Linked DNA regions of Zea mays: regions 2 and 3 are each linked to region 1. The links are chromatin contacts, called in public Hi-C maps. All regions are on one chromosome and are shown on one strand. Each heading gives the region's core, a stretch centred on a gene start, on an enhancer-like site or on the middle of the called end of the contact. The rest is flanking DNA. Distances are from core to core; before and after follow the strand shown. Region 1 holds the start of LOC100280411. Region 2 holds the start of LOC100278408. Region 3 holds the start of LOC100284725.

Evidence for each region. Hi-C and Micro-C count contacts between places; a contact is called where the count stands out from the background.
Region 2: a contact with region 1 is called in a Hi-C map of tassel, with 1.8 times the contacts expected there. The contact joins the promoter of LOC100278408 here to the promoter of LOC100280411 in region 1. A contact is called at or near these places in 2 of 25 Hi-C or Micro-C datasets (ear and tassel).
Region 3: a Hi-C map of tassel shows a contact between it and region 1, with 2.0 times the contacts expected there. The contact joins the promoter of LOC100284725 here to the promoter of LOC100280411 in region 1. A contact is called at or near these places in 2 of 25 Hi-C or Micro-C datasets (ear and tassel).

The regions. Positions count from the first base shown.
Region 1 is chr3:178,163,846-178,168,256 of Zm-B73-REFERENCE-NAM-5.0, forward strand. LOC100280411 reads left to right here and starts at 2,411. Exons shown (of 5, transcript NM_001153334.1): 1 at 2,411-2,812; 2 at 2,906-3,037; 3 at 3,135-3,369; 4 at 3,447-3,696; 5 at 3,982-4,411. The coding sequence starts at 2,456. The coding sequence ends at 4,093.
Region 2 is chr3:178,402,454-178,406,864 of Zm-B73-REFERENCE-NAM-5.0, forward strand. LOC100278408 reads left to right here and starts at 2,430. Exons shown (of 13, transcript NM_001374044.1): 1 at 2,430-2,618; 2 at 2,740-3,266; 3 at 4,402-4,411. The coding sequence starts at 2,934.
Region 3 is chr3:177,967,067-177,971,477 of Zm-B73-REFERENCE-NAM-5.0, forward strand. It overlaps LOC100284725, which reads right to left and starts at 2,475. Exons shown (of 3, transcript NM_001157620.1): 1 at 1,904-2,475; 2 at 854-978; 3 at 1-99. The coding sequence starts at 2,326. It also overlaps the pseudogene LOC109945147.

The sequences.
Region 1 (4,411 bases), core at 1,161-3,660:
AGATCCTTGAGGAAAACTTTCTCTCCGGTGGATCCGCGATGCGATGCAGAGTTCCCTCCTCATCCGCTACAGATGAGATAGTTCCGAAGCAGAACATGGATCCGGGGCGGAGGATGATCTTGTGCTGGAAGGTGACAACCATTGAGCTAGCTTGGATCGATGACACACCCCCTACCTGGCGCGCCAGCTGTCGGTGTTTTGGGTCCGACCGCGCACCCGGGGTTACCCCTCAAGGTGCTTTTAGGAGTAGGACGGTGTTATCGACTGTAGCTCGATGGTTCGTGCTGGACGCACGAGAAATAGTAGACAATGATGTACATGTTCGGTCCGCTTTGAGATGCGTAACACCCTACGTCCTGGCGAGAGTGCTTTATGTGATGGGTTACAAGAGAGTTCTCTAGTGCTGGAAAACGTAGAGAACAGGGTGGATGGCTAAGTAATGAGTGATCGTTCTGAAGGGGTGCCCCCTAAGCCTTATATACTCGACCGTGGGGCATTACATGCAGATATGATAACAACGCGTGCCTAAGAAATAGTGAACCATCTGAGTCTATCCTCCTATAATTCAGCCGACCTATCCTCGCTTGGTTCCGTTGTACGGGGCTCCTGCACGGGAAGGTCGGGTCACTGTTGTGATTACTGCTCGAATTTGTTGGGCCGTCTGGGCTTGCGCCGACCCGGCCTTGCGTTAATCCGTCCCACTGATCGTTCCTCCCAGGCCCACGAGGGGATGACCTTACGAATTATGGGGCCCTTGAGCCTTTCGTGAAGTCTTTTATCCTTCTAGTGGACCCGGGGGATATCTGTCCCCCACAGTTTTGCCACCAAAAGAATTACAAATAGAAAATGTATAGAAGAATATTTGATAAACCTAAAATTGTTAAAAGTCTACGTTTAAAATTATAATATAGACAAAGTACTAGTTGATTTCTAAATGTTGAAAACAAGTAAATAAAAACTCAACGTATTAGTATACATTAAAAAAGTTAATATCTTGTTCTCGTTAGTTGAACCAAGATTGAAACGAACATCGACATAGATTAAGGGGAACAACTAAATAGAATAGATCATCTTTAACAAATTCATATGGTTCGTTCTGACGACTTCATGGTGACGACCTAAAATAGAAATATGATCCAATAGATGATATTATAACAGGATCACAAAAGCTTATTGGTTTTTCATGTTTAACGTTTAATAGTTAGCCCATCACCCCTCCCTGGCTTATACAGGAGAAGGTCAGAGTGGCCGCAACTACACATGTCCAGCTGGATCAGGCTAGCTGAGGGACCCAAATCACGGTACAGGTTTAGCCCGTCCTGAACCCGGCACAACATTTAGACATGTATAGCCGCAACCTATGCCTTGACCAGTTGCTTTATGGCAGAGTGATGAACTAGAAGAGCTTAGGTTGTGTTGCCCAATTACAACAATGTCTGCTCGACAATAGCTTCGCCACAAACCTCTCGATAGGAGCTTGTAGAGTGCATCACCTTTTACCCTTGAATTTTTCCACTATCATAATTTCTTATCCAAATTCTTGACTACTATGGCCTCCAAGTTGGAAATCTTTCGGCCAAAATTGTTCTTTCCCTATTGACCTTCGCATACATACGTGAAGCGTTTATGGAAGAGTTTTGTATGTATATGTATGCAAGTATGTATATTCCTCCTGCAGTCGTCTGCTATGAAGTATGAACATGTGTGGACGTTTAGGGTTTTCTCTGACTTATTAGCTGTTGGGTATGTTCAGACCGAGCCACCGCGTTCGAAGTTCACTGTCCTGTCACCTATGGTTATGCACAGAAAAACAAAGGGGAGCATCTTCAGTCCTACACTTTCTTCTCTTTCATTTCCTTTTACCTTTTTTTTTTTTTGCGAAAGCTTACGCTATCTTAACGAATTTAGAATGAGGCTGGTTTGGACGAAGGAACCAACCAATCATTCCATTCCGGCGTGGAATTGGAATACGCGACGCTTTGCTCATTTTCCAAAAACATATATTACGGTCCAGAGACTTCCCAAAAAAAGTATCAGTTTATTATTAGTAAAGTGGATAAACATATTGCCGCCATCGTCACTTTTATTCCAAAACCGTGTCAATGAAACCTGATTGGAATTAGTAGTGTTCTCCAAAGCGCGCAAGCTCAAAAGACGGGAAAGCGTGAGACACAAGCTTGAGTCTCTAAACAAGACAAGAAAAGTACCAGGTCGTGTTTAGACCTCAACTCCTCAAGTTCTCGTCAATGGATGCAATGCAACCCATGCCGGTGAGGTGAAATTTGCAATTCCAAATTGTGACAGGCCTTACGCAATTTAGGCCATTTGTCAGAGATAATACGGGCTTTGGCCCAGCAACAAATATGGGCTTCTCCAGAAGCCAATCGAAAACCTTTCTCTATTTCGGTCGGCGCTTCTATCCACAAACCCCAGCCGCAGCGTCCGTGTACCAGTGATGTTGCCACTGCCCACCGTGGGCGTGGGGGCGGTCGCCGCGTCGCCGGCCACCGCCGCAGGGGTAGCGGCGCCCATAAGGTTTCGTCCGCTCCGCCTCGTCGCGAGTCGAGCCAGCACTACCCCTTCTTCTCCCTCTACGTCCAGCTCGGCTATATCCAGCGCGTCACCAGCGGGGCATTCCCGCGAGCACCTGTCGGGCAGGGACGGCTCCCCATCGAAGACCAGCAAGCCCCGGGTGTTCTTCCTCGACGTCAACCCTCTATGCTTCCGCGGCTCCCAACGTAGCCTCGGCGCCTTCGCGCGCTGGCTGGCCCTCTTCTTCGCACACGTCAGCATCCGTGACCCCGTCGTCGCTGTGAGTACACGCGCGCTGTTTCAGCTCTACACAGGACAGGAGGAACCATCGTTAGGTGACCTCTTTCTGAAGTCTTTTTTTCTCTGGCCTTAGGTTTTGGACGGGGATGGAGGGAACGAGTACCGGAGGCGGCTGCTGCCTTCGTACAAGGCGCATAGGGCTCGCGGCGTCGGCACTGGCGCTGACACGCGCGTCGTCGACGTTCTCCGCCAATGCAATGTCGCGGTGGGTGAAGCAACACATGTTTAAACTAGTGCAGTCAATCAATTGTTCTCAGGTCAAATTATTGAGGCTGCCAATTCTGGAAACGGCAAATTTTCAGGTTGTAAGAGTCGATGGATATGAGGCTGATGATGTGGTGGCTACCTTAACAGAACAGGTTTTACAGAAAGGTTACAGAGTTGCCATTGCCTCACCGGATAAAGACTTCAAGCAGCTGATATCTGATGATGTTCAGCTAGTCGTGCCCATTCCTGAGATCGGCCGATGGTCTTTCTATACATTAAGGCATTATGTTGCTCAATACAAGTGTGATCCAACTGCAGACTTAAGCCTTAGTGAGTATATTCCTTTCCTTTGGTATCGATCCACGATTTCTATGGCCACTGGGTCTCTGTTATATTTTAGCAACTAGTAATGAACTGGAAGTTGTGCTGCACAGGGTGCTTCATGGGCGATGAAGCAGATGGTGTTCCAGGAATCCAGCACTTAGTTCCTGGATTCGGCAGAAAGACCGCGGTGAAACTACTGCAAAAACATGGTTCGTTAGAAAACTTGCTAAACACGGCTGCAATCAGAACTGTCGGCAGAGGTTATGCCCAGGATGCTCTCACTAAGCATGCAGATTACTTACGGAAAAATTACCAAGTTCTTAGCCTGAAGAGGTACGGAATTTCTAATCTGCAATGGTAAAAAGAGATGCAGAAAAATCAATCATTCATGTCCTATGCTTGTGCCTTGGTTAATGCATGGTATCTGTACATGCTCAAGCCATTCTTGCATTGGTAGTCAAGCATACGTATAACACTTACCTATGCTTAGCTGCATTTTGTCATCACTCACCAAGCAATATCACAAAAACAGTCACAGTCTCACACGTATAGATTTGTATTTGGCAATGATGCTGCACGGATCTGAACAGCTCAGCTTATTCCTTTTTTCTACCTCAGGGATGTAAATGTTCAGTTTGACGACAGTTGGTTATCCCCGAGGAACACATGCAGTGACGCCAATGTTCTAGCTGACTTTCTTCTTAAACTGAGTGGCCAAGGCAGAAGCTAAATAGCTGGTACAACGACGCATTTGCACAAGCTGGACTTGTTCCTCACCAACCACAGGATTTAACAAGAAAAGGGAGATGCATAAAGGTTGAAGGAGCCGGTTGCTGTAAAAAAAATTGCGTATATCCTTGCTCCAAAGTAGTAGCCATCACACATTCTCGCTTGTGATTCGTGGAACTGGAGCAGCCCTACCTGGGTTGAAGCTGGGTGGAAAAATGGAAGTTTGGAAGGTCTGTCTGGGTGGGTACATGGTGACGGGACAAGCTTAAGAATATACAGGGATAAGCTATAGTGGTAGTACTACTGTGCTGTAGGCCGT
Region 2 (4,411 bases), core at 1,180-3,679, 240 kb after region 1:
GGTTTTTGAAATACTACAGTATACTTTAGTCATGACAATACCACAATTTAAAATACTACGGTTTTGGAATACCACAGTATTGGATACATAGAGGTGTTTGGAAGCAAAATATTTTTTTTTGCACGCGGTAGAGATGCGCGAACTGCGTTTTACAGAGAAAACTGAAGTATAAACCTAAGTTTAGAATACTTCAAAAGAACTGCAGTATTTGTAATACTTTAGTTTTTGAAAACAGAGATTTTAGCTGGCTTGCCAAACACCTTTTAATATATAATACTACAGTTTTTAAGAATACTGCAGTATTCTTCCAAAACTTTGAAAAAACTTCACTTCAAAACACCCCGTAAGTGTTCTTATGCCGACAAGGCGACGACCATATATACCGAGGCACGAGTCGAGCACCAGACAGAGAAGTAAATGTTTTGTATTACACATACGACAAGTTAATTCCATCGCTGTTCATCGTCGTAACGGATAACCAGATGGAAACAATTGGGGCCCTTTCACCGGCCTTTTCTTATTTTCCTACAGTGGACAAGTTGGAGCAAGTGGTGTGTGAGGGTTGACCTGGTACACGAGAACACGACAGCAGAAAAGTTGGTGTTCAACTTGACTGGGAATCGTAGACCGGTGTAGCTTGCCTTAAAATTAATCTTGCCTGTTTTTTTTGGCTAAGCCATAGATTAGCACCCCTGCTCGATCTCCTGGCCACATGATCTAGCTCCACACACTAACTGGAGTGTTGTTCCCTAGTGCTGCTGCAAGTCCATGCGTGGTGGTTTAGGTTTGCTTGCACCAACACTCCAACCTAGCTGTTGCTGCTACTACTACTCACATGCATGTGTTCATATGGTTTAATCATGATAAATGGAGAAAACAATGCTTTGGTTCACTGCACTGGATTAATCTTCAACAACTCATGCAAGTGGCGGTTCTGCATACTACTACGGTACTACCTTAGTTTTCGAGAATATTTGTCGTCCGCTAATTTATATTTAAACTAAAACATGATAAATAAAAAAGAACATAGTAAGTATATATGATAAAAGTTTTGCAAAATTGCATGTCACGCGATGCTTGCACATATTTCTTACACTATCACATGAGGTTATGAGCTAGTATATTTTCGGTGTACTATTAACCTAAGTGCTAGTCAAAGAAATCTATTATATTGGACAATTCAAGTCATCGCTGCACATGACATGCTAACAAGGAAACACCAGCAAGTAAGGTAGTGTTTGGTTGAAGAGCCAAGTAGAACGGAACCGTTCTGTTCAAGTTTTGTTGTTGTTTGGTTACAAAGTAATTAGAATAGAATGGCTCCAATTAGAGAATATTCTCCTCAGATCCAGAACCATTCCGCTCCAAAAAATCAATGGGACGGAGCCGCTCCGTTCCAATCCCGCTCTCACAGTCACGCTCCGTTCCGTTCACTCTGCAACCAAACAAAAAACAGAACCGCTCCGTTCCAGATTACCAAACACAGAACAGAGCGGCTCTGTTCCTAAAATCAGGGATGAAACGACTCCGTTCTATTTGGCTCCTCAACCAAACACTACCTAAGTGTTAAAATAACGTAGACGCAAATCAACACGACTAGCTAATAGCTTCTCGCTGTTTGCTCAAGCTCGTTTTTTTTAACTCCCGCCTCTCCGTTTAATTAAACAATCCACGAAAAAGGAAATATTTGCGAGTTTATTTGCATCCAAAGCAAACATGTTATACGTTGTGAAAATTAGGGGTATTGGGTTTTTAGTAACTATTTTTTTAGCTCTTGCATCCTATTTTATTTTAGTTTCTAAATTATCAAATACATAAATTAAAATATTTTTTTAGTTTCCGTATTTTGCAATTTAAAAACTAAACCAAAATAAACTAGAGAAACTACAAATTATTGCCTAGAAACTAAACACCCATTTATGATTGATGCAATTGCTATCGATAAACCTCTAAGGACATGTATAGTAGAGAGACACCAAAACGGCTCTTCAAACACAAGAGGTAACTAAGATACTCTATTATACAATGGAGTGTCTATAAATGTAGCCTATTAATAAATATAAAAGTAAATGCGTTTGTATAACATCGAATCGATTGAACAGACAACAAATTCGTACAGTGGAAGTAAGACATCTGTTACTATTTAAGCTACAATTCAGAGATATCTCTTCACAAAAAAGATGGCTCCATTTTTTTTACAAATACAATTTTAGACAGCTCAAAAGATTATACATTAAACACCACTGTACCTAATAACTGCGTAGACACGGACGGCAACACGGCCGCCGCGAAACCGCGTTAATTTATGAGCGCCCGCTGATGTGCCTGTTCCTGTGCCTGTGCGTGCGCCTCCTGCGTGTGGCAATAGCAGCGGGCAGCGGCAGTTGGTCACCGTGGTCGTGGAGTCTGCAGTGGGCTGGACCCTCCCTGCCGCAGTTCCGCTGTTGGACCCTCCTTGCCCGGCTACTGCTGTACCCTCCAACAAGGCAAAAAGAAGAACGAAGCTCACCCACCCTGCCCATCGGCCTCATCACTTCCCTCAAATCCACCGATCCCCTTCCAGAGGTTAGGGCCTCTGCGCCCGATTTCGTCCCGCCTCGCCGATCCACCCGCCGCAGGTGCGTTCCCTTGCGCCAATTTCTGGTGAAAATGCGTTCGTGTGGAGAAAATCTCTTTACTTTTTGCGCGGAAATTCCGCGCCTCTCTTCTGACTTGGCGCTGTTCTCATGGCTTCTGCAGGTGAGCGGCTTCGCCGGTTGGAGTGTAGTACTGCGGTCGCGACCTTCGTTCCGAGCTGGTTCATTTTCGCTTGGATAGGTTTGGTACGGATGGGAGCCGGCGGCGCGGGGATCAGGAATGTTTCGGTGCGTGGGAGGTGAGAGCCGCCGGTGGGCACTGAGGGCCTAGGGTTTGGTTGAAGAGGGAGCAACGAAATGGGGGGCTTTTGCTCCAAGGGGTCGGCGGTGGACAAGTCACCCAGCGACACTACGCTCGGCCCCGGCCGGGAGGTTGACCGCCATGACCGTCTAGTGGTGAAGGAGGAGAAGAAAGCTGTGGTGGGGGAGGCTGCTGCCAAGAGGATGCAAGAAGAGCAACATCAACAGCAGCAGCAGCAGCAGCAGCCAGCAGCGCCACCACTGCCTGTATCGGTGTCGCAAACGGCAGTGCCTGGAGCTACCGCGGATAACACTGCAGCACCATGGGATGGGGTGCCACCACTGGCACGGTTGCCATCTCAGAAGTCGGGGATGGGTGTGGCGAATAAGGCAAGTTTTCAGTACTTACTTTAATGCATTATTGCTGAATCAATCATTTCTTGCCTCGTCTGTTAAAAAACTGAATTGTTTTTTATATCAGTGTAATTTGTTCGTGCTGATAATGTTGCTTAGGGATTAGTGCACTTTTCTCATGGGAATTTTGAGCTTTCTTTTTCTGTAGCATTAGCCTTTTCATGACATTTTGACATCTTGAACTAGAGGATGATCTACCAACATCTTTGCGTGAATTTTAATAAGTTTTCCTTGAGTGCTTGGCAGCAAGGAATTTGTTATTCTCTGCTATAATGAATGTGTATGTTGCTTTGGATTTATGGTCACACAAGAAAGGACCAAGAACTAACCAATTGAACCCAACTGAATAAAATCTTGAGTGCTTACGATGATGAGGAAAGACGGGCAATTAATTCATACTTAATAGGAGTATTTAATTGCGTCTGCCAGGATTCGAACTCGAGAATCGAGATATTTGACCCTGGTACTGACCTATTCAACCAAAAAGTTTAAGGTAATGGGGAAAGGCGGCCATTTCACTTAACTTCAACATATGGGCTACTGGTACTGCCAACTGAAGAAAATCTTGTCCAACACCAGTTCAGATGGTTTGGACTTTCAAACAAAGACCCTACTGGTGCATAGAGGGATCCTTTGATATTGGGGGAGGAAGAAAAAGAGGACTTGAAAGGATGGAATATACCTAAAGATTTGTCCTTGGATAGGAACACATATGTTCGGCTATTTCACCAACATGAACTATTAATCGGCTAAGAGGGCTTTTTTAGAGTGTTGTGTGGGAAGGGAACTGCTGCACAGTTGTGGGTGATTGAGAGTGCACATCCTACAAATGCAATGCAGTTTATGCTGTTTTCACCTGCATTCTTATTACTTTGCCAGAATATTGTTGTAGCTTTTCCTATTTATTGCCACACTACTATAGCTTTATGACTTCCAGCCATTCATAAAATGGTTTGCTATGCTAAACCTATGAAAGATGAACTTTTATCGTTGCTAAATTGAAATGTTCACCCTTAACTATTTGTCCATGAAATGTTCAAAAATTCTGCTCGGTCAGAGAGATTGCTAGACCCTATGCCATGTTTGATGTTCTATTTCCTTGTTGAAATAGGTTTCGGAAG
Region 3 (4,411 bases), core at 1,225-3,724, 200 kb before region 1:
CCACCGACGCCCTTGCTCTGCTTCCTCACCGCCAGCGTCAGGCACTCCGCCTGGTTGATGCACTGCTCCACAAACTCCTCGCCGCTGCTCCGCAGGAAGCTGCAAAAAGAAAGGGTCACAGCATTGGAATTTGCTCAAACAACGGCTGGTTATCAGACACTGATGTGAAGAGTACTTACTACATTTGCCCTAATAATCCTATCCAACCTAGAGAGGTTCAGCTGCCCCTCCACATGTGATGTCACATTGCAGCAAAAAGTGTACTGTACTCGTATCTCGCTGGCATCTGTGTGCGTGGTTCTTGCTTTTGTTTGGGAGAGATGTATCTAGAAGGACATGCATGGCATCTTGGATTTATGGATTGCACATGGAGCTGCATCCTAAAGGCGTTATTTTCACCCAAAGCCATGGACCCTAGTACTGAACGGTGGCGAGCGAGGATTCTTTACAAATAGTTTGGCCACCACTTGCGAGTAGGCCCTCTCATAATTACATTTTTTACCTGATTTATCTTACAGAAAGTATACATTGAGACGCAAACGCAACTAAATAAGTGCCAATCAGCTCACTCCTGAGCCTTGACCTATTGCTTTTAGGATTGTTTACCTGAGAGGATAAGCTAAATCTGATACTAGTCGAATATTCTGCTGGAATTGCAGACATGTAAATTACTAGTTCTGAAGTCTAAGCTTCGTTTTCCATTTTTAAACGAAACGCTATGGATTGGCATCATGAGAGATTCCCTCACCCCAATTTTACTGGTCCATAGTTGACCTCTGAGAGCTTCACATTTCCGAGACAAATGCAGAGCGGATAAGATAGGAGAAGGGGTACGGGGTGCGGAGTGCCTTACCAGCTTAACCAGCAGGGAGATGGCCTGCACTGGCTGAGCACCAGCACGGAGGCCTCCAGCTTCTTCACCTGGCTGAGCACGGTGCCCAGCTTGGGCCCTTGGATCACAAGCGCTTCGACCTCCACCTACCATCATTCACACCCATTTCTCATCGTGAGCCACCATGACCTCTTCTTCTTTACATTTACAGGGCACAGCACAACAAGACAAAGGAACAGTTGATGCGCCTCTACTGTCGTATTTAAGCAGGCAGGTGCACAGACATTAAAATAACTATGGCGTTGATTGAAGCAAACAGAAACCGGGCAGGATATTGCATTTCATAATGCGATGGTTCATGGTTCCAGATTTTAGGGGACCAGGGAGGAAATAGAGAGCCCTCCTCCAGTCTGTGTTGCTTACTTCCTTTGGAGTTGATTGCTATGGGTTTGTTTGGAACAACTTCACAAAGCCAAAAAAAAAAGTTAATCCAGATTTAGATTTACCTAGATCCACTATAGAGCAGGTCCACTAGTGGTGGAGCAGGGAGCTGGACAGCTGGTGAAGTCAGAGATAGTACAACACCATTTTTATGGTTGTCTACAGAGTTGTCTCGAACCCTGCATATGGTGCCCTTTGGGGACCTAGATCTTGATCCAAGCAGATACAAAAGTGGATTCTGATCTCATCTACCTACGACTACGATCTCCCCAACTGGTTACAAGTATAGAAAGGCAACCTCAACTCCTCAAGTGATGAGTGACTTCTCCAGATTATCTAACAACCAGCCAGAATCCTTCCTTTAAAAAAAACATGAACCCATGAAGTACACTAGTACTGATACATTTGTTGGTGTCATTGTTTTTAATTAAACTCCTAGTGATTCTGTTGTTGGTGTACTCGTTTTCAGTTAACTAATACTACTAATTCTCTTGTGCTGTTCTGCATGGCTCCAAGCATATGCTGCCAACAAAGTTGTTCAAACGAGCACTTCTTACGAGCTAGTAACTAGTTACAATTGAACTCCACTAATCAGCAAATGCAAATGCATGTGTTGTTGCAGGTGTGCACCTCTGGCCTGGAGGCCTTGCAGAGCGTGCCGAGCGAGTTGGCGAGGGAGGAGGCCTCCTCGCCCCTGCCGCTGCCGGAGCGCGGCAGGACGTGGAGCAGCGTGAGGAAGTCCCCCTTGTCGGCGACGTGGGTGAGCGCCCACATCATGGCGTGGTTGGCTCCCGAGCTCTCGTCCACCACCACCATCACCCGCTTCCCCGCGGCAGAGGCCGGCTGCTTCACGCCATTCCCGCTGCCGGCGCCGTAGCCCCTCGCGGCGGCGGCGGCGGCGGCCCGCTTCTTCGACCACCGCCGGGATCCCCTCCTCCCCACGCCGGCGCCGCCGTACTCCTGCTGGTCCATCTGCAGGCCGCCGCAGACCGCTTCGTCGCCGTTGCTCGCGCTCAGCTGCCTCAGGAAGCGGTTCCCCGCGCTGCTCGCCATCTACCGCCTACTGGCTAGCTTCGTGCTGCGGCCTGCGGCTGCGCAATGCAAGCAATGCGCTCGCAACTGTGTGCGAGTGCGAGCAAAGCAAGGTAAGGTGGCGTGTTGGTGCAAGCTCTGCAAGGAGGACGAGTACTGTGTGCGGTGTGATATGGCTACGTGCAGAGGAAAGGCCCCTCGGGGGCTATATGGATGCACGGCGAGGTGGATCAGTGGATGAAAGGACAAGGCCGCGTAAAGCAGAGGTGGTCACGAGCGTATTGGACTAGCAGCGCCACTGCAAACTTATTTATTGAATAGTACTCCTATAAAGATATATGCTAGTCACCTCAGCTAGGAAAGATGTCCGAGAAAAAAAAAGTACTTCCTCTGTCTCAAGTCTCAACATACGTGCTCCATAATATATATATATATATATGATAATTAATAGTTACAATATAAAATTTTATTCGAATATAAAATTTGTTTATAATAAAAAGTAGTTAGAGTTTTAAATGTGGATGCTATTTCATACTCCCTCGGTTCTAAATAAAAATGGTGGTACGAGGTTCTGGCGATCAATTGTTAAAAATATTAACTACGTATTATATATTTAAATAAGTTTATTAAAAATATGTATCATAAATATTAATATTATATATATGGTCTTAGTTAAAATTATTTGACTTCTCTGAAAACAAGAATGGCATTATTTATACGATAGAAGAAATCTAGATTTATTCAAATAATTTGATTTGTCCCAAACATATGATTGCATTGTTTTTTTAGATAGAGAAAATAATGCAATACTAGATTTGATCAAAGCCAAACTATCTTAAACTTCACGGAGCGAATAGAAAATGATATCACATGTACAAGTACAACATAAATACATATGGAAAATATTATTCCATGAAAAATCTAGTGTTCCTTTCATTTTCTAAAATATAATAAGGTTTTGGATTGTTTTAGGTATATAGTTTTTTCCGATACCAACATGTTTTATAATTTAAATTGGAGAGACTACTTTTTAGTATAGTACAAAAAATGTTATTTTTTTATATATAAACTTAGTTAAGATTTGATTTTTTTTAACTAAGCTAAAGTTGTATCTTTTTTAGACCAGGAAGTGCTATCGTCGGCAGAGAATGCACGAGTAAATTAAACAGAAAAGGAGCCCGCAGTACTTGCATGCCTCGCCAGCTCGCCTGGCACATCTCTACAACTATTAAGAGACAATTGTAGACCGTGCCCCCGCCCCCGCCTCCGTGACCCCCGCGCACCCCGCTCAGGTCCGCCCCCATCCCCTCCCTCCCCCCCCCCCCCCCGCAGGTCCGTGACCGTCGCGCCTTCTTCCCCCACACCCCGTCTTCGGATCTGCGACCGTCGCGCCCCCAGCCGTCTGCTTCAACCCCGGGCTGTGAGGAGAAGGAGGACGACGATGCGCAAACTAGCCAGAGAGCGTCACCTTGGACCCTCAGGGTCGCGAGCCATACACGGGCGTCGCTGACGACACCACGCTGCCAACCCTAGCCGCGCCTGCCTTCCTCCCCCGCTTGTCGTCGAGTATCAATGTTTGGAGGTGGGGGCGCCTTCGCCGGTGAGGTACCTGGTGGGGGCAGCGATCATGATGAGCGGTGTGGTGCCTTCCTCCCTCCATGTCCTCCTCCGCGCCGAGCGCGCCCTCCGCGACCGCGACGTCGGCGAGGTCCACATCCCGCTGTCCGAGCTCCTCTCCGGCGCCCCCGACGGCCCCGTCCCCGCCAAGTTCGTCGCCTACCAGGTGCGCAAGATCTCCTCCGGCAAGCCCCAGGGAGTCCTCAACCTCTCGTACAAGCTCGGCGAGGTCGCCAACGGCTACGCCCCCGCCCCGCCGCCCAGTCCGCCTACGCCCAGCCTCCACCGACCGCCGCGTACCCGCCTCCTTCAGGCAAGGTTGATGCCTACCCGCCTCCCGCCGCGTACCCGCCTCCTTCAGGCAAGGCCGACGCGTACGCCCCCCTGCCACCGCATACCCGCCGGCAGCCAAGGCCGACGCGTACCCACCTCCATACGGCGCCTACCCGCCCGCCGGCGGCAAGGCCGACGCTGCTTACCCGCCCTCAT